2 separate regions of the Mus musculus genome follow, and region 1 is linked to region 2. Evidence: chromatin contacts called from public HiCAR-type data. All regions are on one chromosome and are shown on one strand. Each heading gives the region's core, a stretch centred on a gene start, on an enhancer-like site or on the middle of the called end of the contact. The rest is flanking DNA. Distances are from core to core; before and after follow the strand shown.

Evidence for each region. HiCAR-type assays count read pairs that join an accessible place to other places.
Region 1: a contact with region 2 is called in a HiCAR-type map of astrocytes, with 5 times the contacts expected there. The contact joins the promoter of Cdk13 here to the promoter of Gli3 in region 2. A contact is called at or near these places in 2 of 39 promoter capture datasets (the 3T3-L1 cell line and frontonasal cranial neural crest) and 1 of 115 datasets of contacts at active chromatin or transcription factors (astrocytes).

Annotation. Positions count from the first base shown.
Region 1 is chr13:17,803,476-17,806,837 of GRCm38.p6, reverse strand. Cdk13 (cyclin-dependent kinase 13) reads left to right here and starts at 1,741. Exons shown (of 14, transcript NM_027118.1): 1 at 1,741-3,362. The coding sequence starts at 2,187.
Region 2 is chr13:15,462,037-15,465,229 of GRCm38.p6, reverse strand. It overlaps Gli3 (GLI-Kruppel family member GLI3), which reads right to left and starts at 1,507. Exons shown (of 15, transcript NM_008130.3): 1 at 1,119-1,507. Gm6556 (a long non-coding RNA gene) reads left to right here and starts at 612. Exons shown (of 1, transcript XR_001780862.2): 1 at 612-3,193.

The DNA.
Region 1 (3,362 bases), core at 492-2,991, 2.3 Mb before region 2:
TGCTAGAGGAACTATTATACAAACATCTATTTGCCTCTTCTTTTCTATTCCAGCCTTATTTCTGTTTTTTTCTTGGCAAGATGGGATGGGGGAGAGGGTGTTATTATGTAGAGTTCTGATAGGCCAGAACTCACCATCGTCCTTGACCTGTTTTAACCTCCATTGTATTGGGAATAGACATATGCCATTGCATCAGGCTTTGAAAAGCAGCATAATGGGACAGGTTGATATTTTTCTGAAAAGCTCTCCTCCTTAGTACTCCGAGTTAACAATGATGTCAAGAAGAAATTTGCTTTAGGTAACATACTTCTGAAATTTCGTTTCCCAGTATCTTTGCTTTGCCCCCTTCTGTGTAGAAGGTTCCACTGGGTGTTCCACTCAGGCCTGTCTTTGTCAGAAGTAGCTATTCAAACCTATCTTCTAGCAAGTATCTTTTGTAAACTTCAAAGTCTGAGCTTCCATCAGTTTGTGAGATGATGCTGAGGTCAACTTGATTACTAAGTATTTAAGAACTAAAAGCCAGCTGATGATCTGAATAAATTTGTTAAGGGGTAATTACATGTACCCACTGAGCAATGTTTATCTTCTTTCCAGTATTAATGACCAATAAGCCTTTTAGATTTTAATCTAATTACCCCGAATACCTAGCCTCTAACTGAAGGGCAATCTTAAGGCAAGAGATGAGGGCATTATGTAGCTGACAGCTCATAGCTTTAGTTAGATATAATTACAGGTGAAAGTACAAAGAGGGCAGCTTCCACTACTACAAAATGTTTTTAAGGTTCCTGGGATTTTTAGTAGTCCTCCTTGATATTTTGACTCATCTTTCAGATTTACTTAATGCTTTTGCTTTATAAAGAGATTTACTTATTTCATGTATGTGACACATCAGAAGAGGGATCCCCATTACAGCTGGTTGTGAGCCACCATACTGTTGCTGGGAATTGAACTCAGGACCTCTGGAAGAGCAGTGAGTGTTCTTAACCTCTGAGCCACCTCTCCAGCCCTGTGTAAGGCTTTTTAAAGGTTCCGAAACGTCAGTGTCGCGGAAGCTCGAAGCTATGAACACCAAGTATATTTTTAGGTTACGATGGGTCCTTGAACTTGGGCGTACGTGAGTCTAGTCAAGCTAACGTCACATTCGCCCTCTGTGGGGAGTCTGCTCTCACAGATGTTCCGATCCCGTGGCTGGGGAAAAGGTAGTCGTCAAGGTTCTCCCGGGTCCTGCCGTGACCTTTTCACTGGAGGCGAGCAACAAGCGCCATGAGTGGCGCCGGAGGGAAGGCCTCCAGCGACAGCACAGCGCAGCCCACGCCTCCTCTCCTTTCTTTAACCCTGCTCCTCCGTCCCACCCCTGCCGGAAGTGGAGTGGCTCCTCGCGTCACTTCCGGTGACGGCCAGGGTCCCGGCGGGCGCGAGCACGCAGCACCTCCCCTCGCCCGCGCTCGCTCTCTCCATCGGCGTCCCCGAACGTGACGAGCGTGCGCGCCGCCGACCTAGCGTTGGGTTTAGGGGCAAAAGTCTTGAGGAACGCGGCGAGTGGGTGGTGCGCGGCGAGGGCTCGGCCAGCCAGTCGCGTCGCCGTCCCGCAGGGAGAACGCGGAGGGCAGGGAGGGGCGAGCGGCGCGCGCGGAGCCCGCGTGGAGGGGCGGAGGACAGCGAGCCGCGCCCCCGCTCCGGAAGCTGCGCGCAGTGCCCTCGGGGCGCCAGGCCCAGGCCCGTCCGAGCGCCGCGGGGTGTCGCCGCCGCCGCCACAGGACGACGTGGACGCGCCGCGGCCGGCCGGCGACGGAGGCGTGCTGTGGTCGCGCCCACTGCCCTCCCGCGAGCTCGCCCCCGACGTCAGGACGATGGAGTGAAGCGCGGCCCGCGGTGGCACTTCCGCGTTGCGCCGCCGGAGCCCGAGGCCGCCGCCGCCGCCGCCACCGCCGCCGCCCGGCACGGCCGGCTTTCCGCCGAGGATAGGATCCTCCCGCGCCAGGCCCTGACGCCGCTGCGCACACACCGCGACTGGAACCGGGGACGCGCGTCCCGACCCGGATTATCGTGGCGCGACTCCCGGCCGGCCCTGCTGCTCGCTACCCCTCCGCCGCGGCTGCCGTCCCCCTTCCCGGCGGGGGACATGGCCAGGGTCTGACCCCGGAGGAGGCCGCACCCGCGCCGCACTCTGCGGCGGGCTCTAGGCGATGCCGAGTAGCTCGGACACGGCGCTGGGGGGAGGCGGGGGCCTGAGCTGGGCCGAGAAGAAGTTGGAGGAGCGCCGCAAGCGGAGGCGATTCCTGTCCCCTCAGCAGCCGCCGCTGCTGTTGCCGCTCCTGCAGCCGCAGCTCCTGCAACCGCCGCCGCCCCCGCCGCCTCTGCTCTTCCTGGCTGCCCCCGGCGCGGCCGCCGCCGCAGCCGCCGCCGCCGCGGCCTCCTCCTCTTGCTTCAGCCCGGGCCCTCCTCTGGAGGTCAAGCGGCTGGCGAGAGGCAAGAGGCGCCCCGGAGGGCGGCAGAAGCGGCGCCGCGGGCCCCGCGCCGGGCAGGAGGCGGAGAAGCGCCGGGTCTTCTCGCTGCCCCAGCCGCAGCAGGACGGCGGTGGCGGTGCCAGTAGCGGCGGGGGTGTGACCCCGCTGGTGGAGTACGAGGATGTGAGCTCCCAGTCCGAGCAGGGGCTGCTGCTGGGGGGCGCCAGCGCGGCAACGGCGGCGACGGCTGCCGGGGGAACGGGGGGCAACGGCGGGAGTCCGGCCTCCTCCTCCGGCACGCAGAGGCGCGCGGAGGGGTCGGAGCGCAGGCCGCGCCGGGACCGCCGCAGCAGCAGCGGCCGCAGCAAGGAGCGCCACCGCGAGCACCGGCGGCGGGACGGGACGCGCAGCGGCAGCGAGGCCTCAAAGGCCCGCAGCCGCCACGGACACAGCGGCGAGGAGCGGGCGGAGGCCGCCAAGAGCGGCAGCAGCAGCAGCAGCGGCGGCCGCCGCAAGAGCGCGTCGGCTACGTCCAGCAGCAGTAGCAGCCGCAAGGACCGGGACCTCAAGGCCCACCGCAGCCGGACTAAGTCGTCCAAGGAACCGCCCTCGGCCTACAAGGAGCCGCCCAAGGCCTACCGGGAGGACAAGAGCGAGCCGAAGGCCTACAGGCGGCGGCAGCGGTCCCTGAGCCCGCTGGGAGGCCGGGACGAAAGCCCGGTGTCCCACAGGGCCTCGCAGAGCCTTCGGAGCCGCAAGTCCCCCAGTCCGGCGGGAGGTGGCAGCAGTCCTTATTCCCGGCGGCTGCCGCGCTCCCCGAGCCCCTATAGCCGGCGCCGCTCGCCCAGCTACAGCCGCCACAGCTCCTACGAGCGGGGCGGCGACGTATCCCCCAGCCCGTACAGCAGCAGCAGC
Region 2 (3,193 bases), core at 258-2,757:
CCAGCGGGGCTAATGGCACTGCCCCTGTATTTGCACAGCGGCCGGCCCTCCATACCTCGGACTAAAGAGTTCTTTTACTTGAGGACGACAGTCCATCATTTCAAACTGAAGTGGCAGCTGGAAAATGTGGAACAGCTGGCACAGAGCTGGGAGAAAATGTTTTACATAAATATATGTACATATAAACTGGCAGAGGGCCATGAGCACTGTACCCAAGGCCAGAATCTACAACCAAGTTGGGGGAGGAGAAAGGGTAAACGCGGTGCAGGAAACTTCCCTAAGTGGTCTTTACACACACACAGCCAAGAAAGCCTGGGGGGAGGGGGGGTATGGCTTGGTACTCAAAAAGGTGCACTCCGGGACACAGGCACAAAGTTCACAGAAGGATACTAAGTTCATCAAAGGATAATAAGCAAAGGCCGGGCCGAGTGTGAGGGCATGTGGCCATCTGCTGAAAAGTCGCTTCACCAACTATTCAAATGTATGATCAATATTAACTCTGCCACATCCTCGGGGTCCCACTGCAACTCCAGAAAGTTAAGTGTCCCCAGCAGAGTAGAGTGATCCGTACCCAACTCTGCTCTGTGCAAATTCGGCCTCTTGGTTACCGCAAGGGCCACGGCTACTTTTCTTTCTTTCTCTTTTCTTTCTTTCTGCTCTACCTCTGGAAAGGAAGAGACAGAGTTCCAAATCACGCACAGATGGCACAACTTTCACTTTTCCTCTCCCACCGCGGAGGCGCGCCCTCCATCCGCTCACCCCGCACCCCCACCCTCAGAAGTGAAGGCGGGACCCTGGAGAGCGGGGCAGCGGCGGCTCGGCGCATCCCCAGGCGCTGCGCGCAAGCCAAGCTGCGGCTTGCGGGGGCGCGAGGACCAGCCGCAGCTCCGGACTCCCGGAGCTCTGCGCAGCACTTGGCGAGAAGTAGGCACGGACGCCGCCGCTGCAAACTTGGTCCGCGCGCCCTGGGGCAGGAGCTCTGCAGTCCGGAGAGCCGAGACCCGATCCCCGAGAGCGCGGGAAGGCGCGAGCGCACACAAGCCGCTCCGACGCCGCCGGGAAGCTCGACAGGGAGGGCTGCGGGGCCCGCAAAACAAAGAACTTCAGGCGGGACGTACCTGCGGCTTTGGCTGTCAGGTCCCAAATCCACAGACCTGCGCCGGCGGAGCGGCAGGCGGACTCGGGCTACCGTGGATGGCCTGACTGATCCCAGCGTGCGGCCCCGGCGGGCATGGTGTGGCGTGGGCCGGCGACGGGGCGAGCGGGCGAGGAGGGGAGCGGCGGGCGGGCGGACGAGTGTGCGGGCGCCGGCGGTGCGGCCCGGTCCGCTCCCTCCCGCCGCTGCAGCCCGCGCATCAGTTTCAGGGATCCTGTAATCTGATCCCTCTGAGTCACCGGCCCTGAGTGACAGTTCTGATTTGGTTCAACCGCGGGTGGGAGGAGAAAGAGAAAGAAAGGAGCCCCCCGACCGTCAAGTCGACTTTTCAACGACTAAGGGCCCGTCCAGGCCGAGCGCCCCGGTTGCAAAAGTTGAGCTCCGCCGCGCGCGCCCTTCGCGCTCCCCTCCGCGCGCTCCTGCGCTCCTCCTCCTCCCCGCCCTCCTTCCCCAAGTTTTCACAGATGTGGTCAGACTCTGCTCTCCTTCCCGGCTCCTTCTTCCCTCGCGCGCCCCCACCCCCGCCCCGTCCCTCTAATTTCCGCCACTCGGAGGAGCGCTGGGGGGGACGCGCCGAGCCGCGGGACGACGCCGCCGCCGCCGCCGCCGCCGCCGCCGCAGGGGGCGAAGTTGGTTTAAAAACTTGGGAAGACTGCTCGCCTTACTTTGCTTTCCCGCTCCTTTCCAGGCCGCGCCCGGCGGGGTCCCGCTCCGCGCGCGCGGATCCCAGGGCGCTGCGCTGAGGGGCGGCACTGAGGCCGCGCGTCGGGCCGGGCAGGGCTGGCGCGGGCAGCCGGGAGCCACGCGCTCCACCGCCTCCGCCCCTCCCGGGTCCTCACACAGACACATCCAGGCCTGCTCCTCCTCTTCCCCCTCCTTGACCCCGCGCCCGCGCGGCGCGCCAGGCCCCACCCACCCGGCAGGAGGAAGGGGCCCGCGGGTGATGTCACCCGAGCCCTCCAGGCCTGCGCTCCCGCGCAGCCGAGCAGCCGGGGCTCGCGCGCTGCCGGGCGCTTCGCCCATGCCGCCTCTCTTCGCCCCCCCCCCCCCCAACTCCGCTCTCGGGCTGGACTCCCCTTCCTTCTCTAGAGACCTCTCAGATCGCCACTGCCCCACCCCCGCACACCTCCTGGTACTTTTCCCTAGGCCAAGCCTGAAACTTCCTCTCGCGGGATGATGCTTTTGAAAGTTGAAGACTTTCCTCCCCGTTGCGTTAAACTCCGTTTGGGACGTCTCGCCGTACAGCCTACTGTCCCCGTGGGCCACTTTGCAAAGAACACAAAGACCCGAGCTGGGAACCGGGACTTGAGCTGAGAACCCTGACTTGCACGGGGTTCTTTTCCTTAAGATGCAGAGTGCCTGTCCTTGGTTTCTTTTAAAAGACCCATGTTACTTCAACGGGCCAGTGCACTCATCTCTCTCTCCCCATCCAGGTACTCACCCCAACCTGTTACTTGAAAGGGAGGATTTCAAGGGGGTGGAAGAAAGAAGAAAACCCAAGAGACATTCCAGAATACCGGAGTAAGCAGTTGGCCCACCAGGAGTGCCTTGGTGCTCAGGGTGCTCTGTGGCAGCCGTCTTGAAGGCAGAGTGGGTGGATGAATAGCTATAATAATTTGAAGAACATTTTGAAATTCACGTGCTAAACTGGGGAAAATTTTTAACGGAATTGACAGTGTATTCGTTATTTGTTTCTGGTGACTTGTTGCTTATGACAAAGACAAAAGCAGAGAGTGACTTAAGCTTTCAGTGTGGGGCTCCAGACACTTCTTAGCCATTTTTAAGCTTTCTCTCCGCTACAACACTCTGTAAGGCAAAGAGTGAAACATCCTTCACTCATCTCGGAGTGCAGGAATATCAACAGAGGTAGCCCCAACCCTCCCCTCAGTAACTGGCCCCAGGCCCCAGAGTATTCCCTCAGCCTCTGTAGACTCTGAGCCCACAGTAGATGAGCGAGAAAATGCAGTCCTCCTAAGTCCCGGGACGGCTATGGATCTCCAGTGAGATTATACCTGCAAAGTTATAAAAGACGACATC